Regions from separate parts of the Mus musculus genome. Here region 1 is linked to region 2. The links are chromatin contacts, called in public Hi-C maps. All regions are on one chromosome and are shown on one strand. Each heading gives the region's core, a stretch centred on a gene start, on an enhancer-like site or on the middle of the called end of the contact. The rest is flanking DNA. Distances are from core to core; before and after follow the strand shown. Region 1 overlaps Hivep2 (human immunodeficiency virus type I enhancer binding protein 2). Region 2 overlaps Aig1 (androgen-induced 1).

Region 1 (6,819 bases), core at 238-2,737, 370 kb before region 2:
TGACACTGAAGAAGACAGCTAAAGAGACATGGCATAGTGTCCACGAGAGACCCTGCCTCAAAAAGATAAGGTGTATGTATGACACTTGAGGTTGCTTTCTGGCCTCAATGCAAACGGACACACTCATATATACAACCAGCCCCCACACATACAAGTCAAACACACATGAAAAATGCCCATGAGAGATTCCGTTTCTTCTATAAGAAAATGCATGTCTTATGTAACAAAGAAGATTAATACATTCAATTAATAATGTCATGGCTTGAGAAAGAGACACTTGCGTGGCCCTTACCCAGGTTTCTAATAAGGACAGGATGCTAACAGTGAAAGGACCATTTAGAAAGCTGATTTCCTTTCATCGTGCCTGTTAAGTGTTTACTTAATTCACATCCTGTGTGACCCTATGGGAAAATTTTTAACTACTGCTGGGGAAATCCCATAGGGTTACGCAGGATGTGAACTGGGCTTGTGCTGAACCACCTTCAGCTTGAAAAATAAACTGGACGAGGTGAGTTTCACTTTCTGTTTGTCATAAATTCCACACTCTACCTCCTAAAGTTCACATTCACAGAGCATCGGCCTCTCTGGATGGCAGGCCAACAGAAGGCCTGCGTTCTCACTGGATCTTTCAAATAAAACTTGTAGAAAGAATATTCCTGTTCTACAAGCGGCACAAGAGGCAAGTCAGTGCCGTCGATCAAAGGCAGTCAGTGGAGCACTCCCAGAATGCTCCTGCATACCTGCAGCACACACAGGCCAGCTGCGCCTTTCCAGTTCCTGTGAAGAATGCACAGCAAACCACTTCCCCTATAGAAAGAAAGAAAAAAAAAAAAAAAAAAAGCAGCCCAACTTACTTGCTGATGGAAACAGTGTCATACTTTCCACTGGCCAAGCTTGAAACCATTACTGATTTAACCTTCATTAATTTTTCCACAACGATTTGCAGAAATGTCAGGAAGCAGCTGTATGAAGACTGATTAATTATCCTTATCATGGCTACTTCGCCAGGCACTTGTACCCCCCCCCCCCACTCCTATTGATACATGTATGTGTAGAAATATCTAAATATATATTCTAGCATGAAAATGAAAGTCAGCCCTTTGTCCTCTGTTGGTTGAGATGGGTGGTATGGGATGTGTTACTCTGAAAATCTAGATTGATCTGCGCTGTCTTTCAAGGGCCCAAATCTGGATCTGGAGGCAACCCCATGAAATTTGGGACAGTAGCCATGAAGGAAAAGCTTGCTTCCTGCCGATTACTCAGATCTGTTCAAACAGACGCTAATGGATTCATGTCTTAGAGCAACACTGCATGTGTTAGTCAATCACAGAGGCTCGAATTCACTTCCGAAATGTGAATTAGAAAATCAAATGCCCTTTCTCTACTTTTTTTTTCAACTTTTCTTTCCTGCCTCATCATTTTAGATTGCAGGGTACCATCTGTCTCACCCCATCAAAGAACACGCTCTGCATGCCTGGCACAGACGAGGGAGCAGCACACCTCACAGCCCCACGTGTCAACCGCCGAGCATCGTTAAGGCAGGTTCGCCACCCAGTCTGGCCATCTGGGTGACTGGTTCAAGCAAGTTTGGCTTCTCGGGCAGCACTAATGTCAAGTAATACTCAGGAAGATAAACACTGGCAAACTTATTTTCCCTCTAAGACACAGGAATGTAGACAGAAATGTCAACGTGCACCTACTAACGCTGCCAACTAGAAAGCTTCAATAGCAAAGGCTTGTCACATCCCTGAAATACGAAGACAGTCCAAACCTGGCACCTTCCATAACAACTCCAATTTTAAGTAAGAACCTGTTTTTCCTGCCCTCATACTAAAAGGCAATAAAGTGGAACAGGCTTAGAACCAAATGACAACAGTATCTTTCAGAGAGACGGGGAGAGGCCCTCCTAAGACTACATAGACAACACCACAGACCATCCAAAGGCTCCCTTCTTACAGACACACTCATTCCGCAATCCAAAGAAACCCTGGTGTACAGCACTGATGTAATAACAAGAGGCATGCGACATCCAGGCCAGATCATGCGGATCTGGGCCAGAATATCAGCTTTGAATCATATCCCACACTCAATGAACAAATCATAGCATCAGGTGAACTACCTAACCTCTCTGTGCCTCACTTTTCTAATCTGTTAAATGGAGATAAAAGTAATGGCTCCATTAGAATTACTTGGTGCTTTAAATTGGCACCATTTACCACCTTTAAAGTGGCCACCTTTACCAGGCCATTAGGTCTGTATTTTTCAGTTGATGTTTCTGACTTAAGATTCATCTAAAAGTCAGAGAGACATAACATGGGAAGAGTTCCTGAATTCATTTAAGCAAGCTCATTGTATTTTTGAAAAGATGTGTCAACCATAAGGGAAGACATGCATAGATTTGAATATGCCCATTAAAAATGAATTAAATAATCTGGGGTTAATAACTTTTTTTATTGGTACTAGTAGGACAAGCATGTAATGATGGGTGACACTGGGGCAAGCACTCCTGAAGACTGTCACAACTCATCACTTCTGCTAGGCCTAGAAAGCGCAGGCAGGAGGAGCCATCAAGACCTGCATGGGCATGGACTTCATCATAGTCAAAGACTTCCTGATGAAGACAAAGGTGCCCATTTATTGACATGAAAATCAGGTGAAATGGCAGAAGGTCACATGGTGAAGAAAGGAAAGTTCTTTGACTTCCTCTTCTACCAGGCCCTAAGGCCTTGATGTGTTATGGTACAACATGGGTCTTTGTGTGGCCTAGGACTTCTCCATCCTCTTGCTGCCATGACCGTCTTTCTGCTCCCTCACAGACAAGAGTCAAAGAGAGAAATAAAACCATTCCTACCCTCTCCAATCAATGGATTTCTAGAAGAATCCTTTTAGTACCTATGCCAATGAGAGTATTTACTGATATGAAAGTGAACTGCGGATGCCACCAAGACTTCGGGAGAGACCCAGAAAGAACACGAAGGAGAGGGTTTGGTTCCTGTTTCTCTGAGCTCTCCTTTTTTTATAGAATAGAGTTTATTAAGGGCATGGGGAGGGGAGTTAAGAGGGTAGTAGAGTCAAAGAAAGGCAGACGGGGAGAGAGAGAGTAGAGAAGTAGAGGAGTAGAGACCGGTCATGAGAACACAGAGAGAGACGGTGGAAGAGGCGAGAGGACAGAGGACAGAGCAAGGGCAGGAGAGCAAGAGAGGAGCAAGAGAGAGCAAGAGTCTCTGAGCTTTCCTTATCTGCCTGCTTCCCTGGGAGTTCCACTGTCAAGGAGGGAGAAGAGAGACAGAAGCAGAAAAGAAGGGCAAGATGTTGTTGAGCACTCTCAGGAAAATGCATTTGTGAGTATTTATTTTGCCTTTATTGGAATTGAGAACAAAACTCAACCAATCAATCCCTATCCAGAATGAATGAATGAGTGCATGAATGAATGAATGAACGAATAAATGCTCCTGATATATACATGAAATCAGTTCTGTTCTCTTTCCCTATCTGATGTCTGTGGGCCCTGCAGGGCATAATATTTTTAACTATGCAACAGGAAAAAAACTGGATTACTTTTTAAAAAATTATTATGAGACATCCATATCCAAATTACAAGTGAAGTTTAAAGTCTTCGTTAGCAATTATGAACAAGAGATGGTACATATGTCTAATGCCTGCATCATCTTGACTTGTTATGTCATAAAGACATTTTGTGAACAGAGAGGGCTAGCAGCTATGACCTTGGCTGACAGCAAAGCCAGGGATGCTGCTATAGCTACCTTGATTGGCTCTTCCTCTAATAAAGGAAGGCAGGAAGGCGAACAGGCAGCTAGGAGGTTAGTGAGACCTAGCCATTGTTTTCTTTAACTGAATTCTCTCCATTTGCATGTGAGAGTCCCACCCTTGGATAATGATAAGCCCCATGATTGTTTCATCTAGCTACAGTCACTGAGTTATGTCCCTTATTTCTTCATGGAGAACAGTTGCAAAGAGAAATAAAACCATTCTTCTCCTTTGCAATCATAAGAGAAAAACATTGCTAGAAATGGCCTTCCTTTTCCCTATGACAGAAAAGAAGGGAGGATTTACTGACTTGGAAATGGACTGCTGACACAACCAGACCATCCCAGCATCCAGGCAAGTACATATGTAGCAACATTAACACCAATTAACTACAAGTTTTGTTCCTGCTCACACAGGACCTCTGGTCCCCTTGAAAAGTCCCAACTAAGTATTTCTAGGACTCCAGCAAGGGAACCTTCGAAGAGCCCACAGGCAGTCTGACAGCCAGTCACAACACCATCTGCTGCTTCCTCCTTCCTGGGCCAGCTCCCCTAGTGTCCTCAGGAAGATAGCCCTCTGCTGCCTCTGCAGATGGTGCCCGCAGCAAGAATGCTAATGCCCAGATGCCCCATGGCCAACAGAGCCCTGTGCCCAAGCAAGACAAGTTCTGGGCTCTGAATCTCATGCTTTAGAAGGCCCACGTGCCACACACACACACACACACACACACACACACACACACACACTATACACACTATACACAATACACAAAATGTACTGAAACCACATGGCACCTTTATCACCAGCATCCAGGTACCTCTAATATTAAACCATGACTACACATGTTTAGGCTCCTGGGGGATCCTTTTGCCTTAATCTCTTTGCACCAATTAAAACAAAAAATAGCTGGAATGAATGGCCTGAAGGTTTGCAAGGTTGTGACATTGAAGAGTATGTAAATAGACACCATTCCGAGTATACAGGTTTAAGCAGCCCAATGCTCTGGTTCAAAGAAGGACACAGTACCTAGCTGTGGCCATTAGCATGAGCACAAAGGAGCCTGCTTCACAAAGCACAACCACCAAGCAACTCTGCTCCTGTCACACAGTGTTCTGTCTGATCCAAGGCCCACAGTTGCCGATGAATTAATGTAGTATTTAGAACAATTTGCAATTAAGCATTCCTTCTTAATATGCTATTAGTAAAGATGTCGGCCACAGGAAGCATGATGTTAATTATTTATAGTCACATATAAGTTGACATTTCACACTGAATCCGAACATTGTTTGAGTTTCACCACAACAGCATGAAACTTGGTAATATTTAAACTTAAACACACATACACTATCTCTCTTTCTCTCTCTTAGTTGTCAGAATAGTTTTTTAATTTACATATACTTTATATATAAGCTTATGCTATTAGAGTAATTTTGGATTAAAATGTTTTATTTAGTATAATGCAGACTTGCTTTTTAAAGTATTATTTGGGATATTTACTAAAAGAGCTTTTTAAAATTAGTCTAAAAATTTTAAATTTTCATACTCTATTTTTTTGATGAAATATATTGGTAGTCTGTATAATTGCAATATAATTACTTTTTAGTTTTAAGTGTGTTTGCACATGCATGATGTGTGTGTATGTGTGTATGTGTGTGTGTGTGTGTGTGTGTGTGTAATGATGCGGGACACAGGTATGTGTGCATCACAGTTTGCATGAAAGGTCAGAAGGCCACCTTGGGTATCAGTCTTCACCTTGTACCTTGTGTAAGAAAGATTCTCAGGTTTCCTGTTGATACATACAGCTAGTTGGCTCTAAGGCTTCTAGGAATTCTTTTGGCTCTGCCTCCCCTCTCGTCACAGATGTGCTAGCATTACAGACATGAGGTATTGTGCCTCGATTTTATTCTCTGAGTCATCTTCGCAGACACCCCAGTTTGGAGACAGATTTTTCTGTATCCCAGCTGGCTTCAAACTCACTACGTGGCAGAGGGTGACCTTGAACTGCTGAGTGCACAGGCCACCATGCTTGATTTATGCAGTGCCAAGGATGGAAGCCGGGCTTCCACACAGCTAGGCATGCACTCTGCCTAAGCTACACTCCTGAAATTAGTGTTAAGTCTGTAGGTCACCGAGAATGAGTGTGAGGGAAGACATTGTCATATGTACATTCCCAAACACACAGTCACACACACACATACACACACACACACACACCCTAAAGAGTCATTCTGCTTAAAATTTAAAGCTTCAAAGAATGAAAAGCAAGCAAGCCTGTTTAGCTGACCCACATGAAATACACTAGCAGGATATTTCAAATTCTTCATTTGATGAAGAATTAAATCCATTGCTGCTCAGAACAACGGGAAGGAGCCAGAAAACCATTCCCATCCAATCTACAACTTGAACAACTGAGACGAAATCCCGAGGAACTCCACGGTCTTTATAGATAAAGATTTCATCTCTGGTTAAATTAAGAATGTCGGTGAGCCTTCACTTGAACTCTTAAACTTCATGCCCAACAAATCCTGGCAGCCAAGAGTTTCTCCCCAGTTATGAGTTCTTAAGACTCAAACTAAACTTGGCTTACAATCCACTCTCCTCTTCCAACAGTGAGAAAATAAGCTCCATCAGGGATTTTTAATTTTTTCCCTATATACCATGATCACTCAGCTCCAGACTGAGGAATTAAGGGGGCAACACATATGCCACACCACCCTGGGCACATATGCCCTGCCCCTCTGGGCATCTACCACTGCTTTCTAGCCAGATGCTAAACCACAGCTGATCCGGGAGTGGGAACTTGCCCCAAGAGTCAGGATGCAGGGAGTCTGCAGCTGGAGACTGCTAAAATTCTTACTTAGAGGCAAAAAGGAGGACTTCACTGAGCCCTCCTTCATCTCTGTTCTACTTCCTTCCCGAAAGGTTCTTGGATGCCAACATCCTCTACAGTCTTCATTCCTCACATGGGTGCACCTCTCAGACTTATTAAAATGGGAGTCTAAAGGGTTAGATACTAGTAACAAGAGTCAACAAGGATGTACCAGGCTTCCA
Region 2 (7,535 bases), core at 3,100-5,599:
AGTCCTTCTGCAAGTTTCAGGTCATTGAAGAGTTTATTTGTCTTTCTAGATAAGTCCCAAGTCCCTCTTTCTTCCTTTTGCTCATTAGCAACAACAACAAAGGATCTTTCTTCTTGATTTCAACTTTTTCTGTGGCAGAAGGGAAAAGGAGAATTTTAATTCTCAGATAATTCAGAGTTTCAAATGCACAGACTCAGCCTGGACACAAATCTCAGGCCTTCACTGGAACCCGATTGATGATGCTGAAGAGTTGGAAAGAAAGAAGCTGGGGAGTTCTTGAGTGTTGTCGCTTTCCAGCCCCTGTGAGATGGGATTTGTACAAGGTGTGTGAATAATGGTAGCTTTGGTCTAAACGGGCAAAAGCAGCTTTGGTTTAGTGTGAGAATTTGGTGCAAAGTAACCTAGCTTTTGGAAGATCTACACAGGTTGTAAATCATCATTTTTCTATCCCCCGTCCTACTTTCAGAGTTCTTCATTATAGTGTTGATGTTGCTCAGTGGTAGAGCACTTGCTTAGAGAAATAAGGACCTGGATCCAAGATCCAAACTACGAGTCATCAATCTATAAAGACCACACGTGAAGAAAGGGAATTACTTTCCAACAACAACCCCCTCATTCATGGAAAGAAAAGAAATCTAGTCAAAGATACCTTAAACCAAAACTCTAACCTTGTAGTAAGCTAAGGGTCTTGTAGAAGGTCTTCTCCCCCTTGGTTCCGGTGCAATAAATTGAAGTTGTTCAATGACCCTTAGACTTCTGAAGTCAGCAAACAGTTGGTAGCTTATGGTCAATTTCTTCTAATGCCTATCTTTCACCGAGTGTGAGTTACAAAGGACAGCCTTTAACATCCCCTGCTGTTGAGAAACCCAACAGGGTGATATGTTCCTAGGATGGCTGCTAAAAGGCCGTCAGCAACCACTGCAGCTTGGGTGTTGAGTGAAATAAGTAGTAGAAGAATTTGCAATACAAAGTGTTCTTTCCTAATATCACTTAGTAAAAGCATCCGTTTATGAAATCTACTTGTGAATTTTAGCCGTGCCCGGGGAAAGCAGATGGCTTGCCCAATCCGTATATCATAGAAAATATCAAATATTTTATCCCTTCAAAGCACAGTGGCATTGTTTCCAAGGTACCCCTTTAAAAGTTGAAGACTCCATCTGTGTGTGAGAGGCAGGGGGGATCACTAGCAGCAGGGGCGGCCCTGGCTTACTCAAATCCCCTGCTTAAGCTGTGGCAGAGCTGGAAGACAAGAGGTCCCTAATTTATCTTGTCATAGATTTTTCAAGCTGCAAGGAAAAATGGGGACAGAGCAAAAACAAGGGAATTCTGAGAAGCCATTACCTGTAAATGGAGGAAACCATTGCCAAGTAGCATATTAACTTACTACATGAAACATGCAAGTTTCAAGTAGGGTAGCTGCCAGGCTTCTGGAATGATAGAAGGGATTTTACATGGGTTAAGAAGAGGGAGTCAACTGCAACAACAGGAACTGAAGAATCTGTGTCTGTATATCTATGTGTGTGTATCTCTGTGTGTGCAGGAGTGTATGGCTGTGTCTCTCTGTGTGTATGAGTATGTATGAGTGTATGTGTGTCTGTGTATGAGTGTGTGTGTGTGTGTCTGAGTATACCTGTGTCTGTGACTGTGTGTGTATAAGTATGTGTGAGTGTGTGTGTCTGAGTATGAGTGTGCGTGTGTGAATGTGTCTCTGTATGTTATACGTGTATGTCTGTGTGAGCATGTGTATGAGTGTATGTGTGTATGTCTCTGTCTGTCTCTGTATGTGTACATGTGTATGAGTCTGTGTAGGTGTGTATGTCTGTGTGTGAGTGAGTCTCTGTGTGTCTCTGTGTGAGAGGATATGTATGTGTGTTTGTCTGTATCTCAGTGTGTGTCTATATATGTGTGAGGGTGTGTGGCTATGTGTGTGAGTGTATGTGTGTATCTGTGGGTGTTTGGGTGCATCTGTGGGTGCATGTGTTTGTGTAGGTGTGACTACATGTACACACAGAGATCAGCCTTTAGAGTCTTTCTCAATTACTCTTTTAGTTTAAGGTGAAGTCTTTCACTGAACCTGAAGCTCACTGATTCAGCAGGACTGGCTACTTGTGAGCCCTAGGGAACCACCAGTTTTTGCCCCCCCCCCCAACACACACACACCCATACTGGGATTTCAGACACACTCTGACAAGTAGCTTTCCCTCTTCCCCACCCGACCCTAGGTGCTGGGGATTTGAAGCAGGGCCATTATGCTTGTATAGCAAGCACTTTACCAAACGCACCACCCCAGCTTCCTTCTGGCCTTTCCTTTTTTTTTTTTTTTTAAACGTTTATAATCTAGCAAGTAGATATTTCGAACATACAATAATGAATGACTCCATTAGGGTATCCCAGGGGACTAGTCTAGGGATAGAATACGGTTGCAGTGGAACCACAGACAAAAGTCAGGCAATTTGCACTTTTCTGTCTTGGCTTTGTGGTCACTCTTTCAGAATGTTTTAATATAAATAGTTATTGTAATCCTTTCTAGTGTTCTCCTTTTGCTGTTCCACATCAAAACATATGCATGGCTATCCTGAAGTATATTCTTACAAAACAAACATCAGCAACAAGCGGGGCTAATCATCAGGCTGGCAGCCACCCAAGTGTGTATTAGGGCACTGGTGTCCCACGAGACCCACTGGAACTTGTAATGACTCTTTGGGTCATGATTTTGTACATGTAAGGGAAAATTACTTGTGGGCAAGTGCCCTGAGCCAGGTTGTCCTGGACTCTTATGTGTTGAAAGGTCAATATGGACTTATGCTAGCATCACAAGAACAACCTTTAACCAGTTCCCTTTGAGAGGAAAAGGTGACCTATGTGAAATTGCTGCACTTGAATCTGATAATGTTTCCTGTTTGTTCTCTGTGTGTCTGATACTAGGTTTTCCTTCTCACCCTAGTTTATTTTTGCTTTGAGAATTTTCCCATTTGCTCTCTCACTTCCTGACTTTTCTCAGTGAATAGTCTAAGCCTTGTCCTGTTTCTTCATGTTTCTGTCTCTTTAAAAATGCTCTCTTCCTCATTTTCCTATAAAGGTCTAATGTATTCATGGACTTTTATTAGTTTATCTATAATACTACTACCAATGGTGTTATACACACAAAGTAAAAAACACCTAATATGTATATGTAACAGGGCCAACAAGAAGGCTCAGCAGGGAAAGATTTTTGCTGCCACACCCGAAACCTGAGCTCAGTCCCTTGGACTCATGTGGTGGAAGGTGAGAATTGTGTCCCACAAGCCACCCTCTGACCTCCACACTTGCTCCATGACACACACACCTGTGTGCACACATATGAACAGAAAGAGGAGCGCTCGACGCTCCTCGCTGCTGCTATTATAAGTGCATTCATTGTAGAGTGTTTTACAAGGAAGTTCGAGGAAACTCAATTGGATAACTATTTTTCAGTGTCTAAACATTTTTAAATATCTTGTTAGTTCATAATTAGCCATATCTTAGTTTAAGAACGATTCACTCCTTAGGGATAATTAAGATAATGTTTTAAAAATAATTTTGCTAGTGTGTAAAGCATGGGGAAACACCTTTGCTGCTGTAGCTGAGGAAGTCTGTATTTTATCTTGTGTTTGTTTGTTTGTTTGTTTGTTTGTTTTTCGTAGACGAATGATTATTTCTTTAGCTTAGATTTCCAGAACTTGAATGGCAGTCCTTGGAATGGGGTTTAAGATCATGTGTAATAGGGAAATGTGCTGTCAAGCTGCTGGCTGTGTTATATTCTTTCTCCAGTGACCACAGCCACAGGGTTTTCACCTCATCCTTGCATCAGCATGCGCTTTTATTTGAAAAGAAAAGTCCGAGGATTTGCGTGTGAAACTGCTAGCTGTTGCATGGGAGCATGCCCTTCTGTGTGTTTATCATTCACTCCCACTCATTCCTTACCTCTCCACCAGCTTGTGCCCCACACTGCTCTTTTCTGGTCCTTTTCCTTGCTCTCCACAGATCCTTTTTCCTCCCGTCAGTTATTTTTGTAAATTCTCTTTTGTCCGATGTCCGGTAACGTGTGGGGCAGAGGGATCCAAATTACATTTGAAGATCATTTTTATGAGTTGTTCCCAGCAGGCATCGTCAAGGCCCCAAGTTTGCTTTTTGTCCCCCACTGTGAAAAACTGATTGGCAGCTGGTGACTGGCAGGGCTCTGGTGCTTGGCACTCACAGGAAACCCTGCAGGAGGTGCCCAGAGCCATGGCGGATGAAGTGTGGCCGAGCCAGCACAAGGTGGGGGACCAGATGTCACCCGATTATGTTCCCTTGAAATCCAGACAAAGCCCCACATTCAGGATCGTTGCCTTGAGACTCCCTGGGTGGAAACTGGAACCCATCCAGAATTTCACAACAGCTGGGCTCCCTAGGCCAGGATTTATGTGCCTTGCAGAAAATGTTACCTGGATGTTATTGATTGGTTTCTGTGAAGCTATCAAACAGTATTCTGAAGACCCAAAGCATACTGCTTTCTGCTGAAACTAAAAAAAAAAAAAAAAAAAAAAAAAAAAAAAAAAAGGCCATATATCACTGAAGCTGCCAGGGTCTCATTAGAGGCTTGGGAAGGCTGAAAGGGAGATGTTTTTCTTATTTACGCCACCCGTGTTAATCTTTGAGGCCATGTGCTGATGTTCTCTGCTTTCTGTGACAAGACCCCTCTCCTAGGAGGAGACAGAGCCCACCCTTCAGAAGTAAATTATATTGTAAAATCAGTTTTCCAGGGAGACCAGTAGATGAGAGCTTTTGTCTTGATGTTTCCTAATCCCCAGTTACACGCTAGGAAGTCGCAGTCTTTTCAGATTCACATTATCGCCCGGGTCATTTTCGTTTGTGTTCTTTCTCTTTCCTCAAAAGGCAGGCAAGCCACAAGCCCAGAGCTATCTGAGTGGCAAGGAGAGAAAAACAAAGCAACACACACACACAAACACACACACGCACACACACATGCACACGCACGCACCTGCCCCACACTACCCCAAAGTTGCTACAGTCAATTGTGCTGAGTTGTGGAGATGGGTTCATTTGAAAACCAAAAGCAATCATCCGGGCTAGGAAGGCAGGTGGTGCTGCTGGTGAACTGTGTGCTGCTCCAGCAATAAGAACCTGAGTTTGGAACCACAGTCCCTGTGTACAACAGGGACTCAGAGTCAGGTAGAGGTGGGCAGATCTGGAGTCTAGATGGCCTGTCAGCTATCGAAACTGGTAAGCTTCAAGTTCAGTGGGAGACCCTGCCTCAAAAACTAAAGCAGAGAGTGATGTAGGGAGACACCCCTGTCTGTGCCTGGCTTCTACATGCAAACAAATACACATGCACACACAAACACACACCTGTTCTCACTCATGCTCACAATCACATAAACACACTCATTCTCTCCCTCTCCCCCGCCCTCTCTCTCTCTCTCTCTCTCTCTCACCTATTTTCTAAATCATAGAATTGGGAAAGCATGCCCAGTCATACGGTATTGGGCTTAATGTATTCCTGATGTAAAGTCAAGAATGGTACTTTATGCCTTGGCTTTAAAACTGGGTGCTCCTGCTGTCTCCATCACCTGATAAAGCCCAAGAGCCTCTCGTCATTCTATTTCTCTCTCCCCCTCTTGTTGCCTGGCGGTCTTCAACTTACTCTCAGACCTCACAGTGAGATTCTGGAACTAACCCTCTCCATTAGAAACAAACAAAATAAATTGCTCCCATTCCCCAAAGGAATGTGCTAAAGCCTCTTTCCTCTGTAACATGGATGCAATTTAAGTTTGGCAAGGGCTGCCTACAATCTACTTCACTAGGAGGAGATGGATTTCTGAGAGACCTGCAGAAAGGACCAGGCATCCCTCTGCCCTCCCTGTGAACTTACAATGACAGAAAGTCAGGCTTGTGCTTTCTGCATCCCCTGTGTGTCTGCAAGGTGGGTCCCCACCCATGCCCTCACTCCAGGAAAGAATGCTTGCCATTAGGAAGTCACTTGTACCTGCTAATTCTGAGTTGACTTCTTCCCATCTGTCCCTGAGAGGCTGTGAGCTGCAGCCTTCGCATTCACGTTTGATTTCCTTTACTAAGGATTAGGTGTCACCAAGCCAGCGCTGCTAAGTGTCACTCTGTGACATTTCTTTTCTTTATCCTGACTTAGAATCCTGCCTATCTGGGATACTCTGAGGGTGATGGATTAAAAGGAAATAAAAATAAGAATTCGGCCTAGTCACTTTGTATTAAACTCAAGTCCTCCAAGGTGGCCTAATCTGAGTTAATCAAGGAACCTGAATCTCGCACTTACATGTGCACACACGCTCACGGGCACCCACACACTCCCCGCAACACTTACACGCAGTGATGGATATGTTGGTTACCCTGATTTGGACAATGATTTTTACGGTGTATACATTTGTCGAAACATCAAGTTGTATTCAGTGCCCCTCTGTCAATTATACCTCAGTAAAGGCGCAAAGGTGACCATTAACTAATCAAGGACAATCCAATCAAGAACCAATTCAAGCGGGGCTCAAAGCACTTAAGCCCGAGCCATTCACCTGGGAGCCAGAAAGCCTTATGCTTGCTGACCTTTCACTTACCCCTACCCCTTCCCTTTCCCTTCACTCCCCTCCCTCCCTTCCCCTTCTCTCCTTCCCTCCTCCCCTACTTCTTTCCCTCCACTCTCTTCCTTCCCTCCCTCCTTCTCTCCTTCCTGCTTCCCCTCCCCTCCACTTCTTCCCCTCCCCTCCTCATTTTGTAAAACGTGCATGCACAAGGCGTGAAGCATATCAACATCTATGCACACATTCTTCAAGCACGACTGAGGGTCAGGTCACCATCCTTGGTGAGTTAGGGTGTAGAAAAGGGTTCTCAGAGTCCACATCTTGGCTGTGTCCAATGGCTTGTCTTTCCTTAATGCCGGGAATATTTAATCACTCTTATTTCTCCCAATCAGCCATTCTCTACTCTTGGGATCATCTTCATGAATTTCTCATAACATTTATTGAACTAGTTGATGGTTTCAGCCAGTTTCTCCTTCATAACCCACAGAGTGCTTATCGCTATAGGATGGTGTCCCGCTCTTGCCAGACTCCGTAACTCTCTTTCATTACATCCATGATCTAGGAACTCTTATGCCTAGTCCATCTACTCCATCATGTTCCTTGTCTGAAACATCTCGAGTAGTCTTTCTTCCATGGTTGGTCTCTACCCCACTTCTCCTTTTCTGAGACTACAGTAATTCTCAAGGCTCAAAGTTAGCCTCCAGTTCACCCTTCTCTCTTCTTAAATAACTGCCACATATCTTAGATTCTTTGCTATCAAAGTGAGAACAGGTGAGGTCAGGGAAGTACACTGGTCAGAGCAAGAACGGCACTTGAGAGAGAAGCACACTTCAGCTCTTAGGCCAGCGGTAGTGGGCACAGGAGACACAGCTTAGTGCTGCTACCTGAGGAGACTGGGGGCGGGGCAGGGGAGATCTTCTGAGAGACCTCTTTTAACAGGAGGCCTGGATTTGTGACTTCACCACA

The links. Hi-C and Micro-C count contacts between places; a contact is called where the count stands out from the background.
Region 1: a Hi-C map of cerebellar granule neurons shows a contact between it and region 2, with 2.0 times the contacts expected there. The contact joins two enhancer-like sites. A contact is called at or near these places in 3 of 484 Hi-C or Micro-C datasets (cerebellar granule neurons and cerebellum).

What each region holds. Positions count from the first base shown.
Region 1 is chr10:14,080,004-14,086,822 of GRCm38.p6, reverse strand. The region is part of intron 2 of Hivep2 (human immunodeficiency virus type I enhancer binding protein 2); the gene reads right to left. Among named protein-coding and RNA genes, the nearest start is that of Gm51759, 44 kb to the left of the region's middle. Within about 2 kb of position 1,487, at least 161 of the 459 cell types and tissues checked have an H3K27ac peak or open chromatin away from gene starts, as enhancers often do. A contact at or near this core is called in cerebellar granule neurons, where this site is marked.
Region 2 is chr10:13,711,510-13,719,044 of GRCm38.p6, reverse strand. All of the region lies in intron 3 of Aig1 (androgen-induced 1), which reads left to right. Among named protein-coding and RNA genes, the nearest start is that of Aig1, 150 kb to the left of the region's middle. Within about 2 kb of position 4,349, at least 45 of the 459 cell types and tissues checked have an H3K27ac peak or open chromatin away from gene starts, as enhancers often do. A contact at or near this core is called in cerebellar granule neurons, where this site is marked.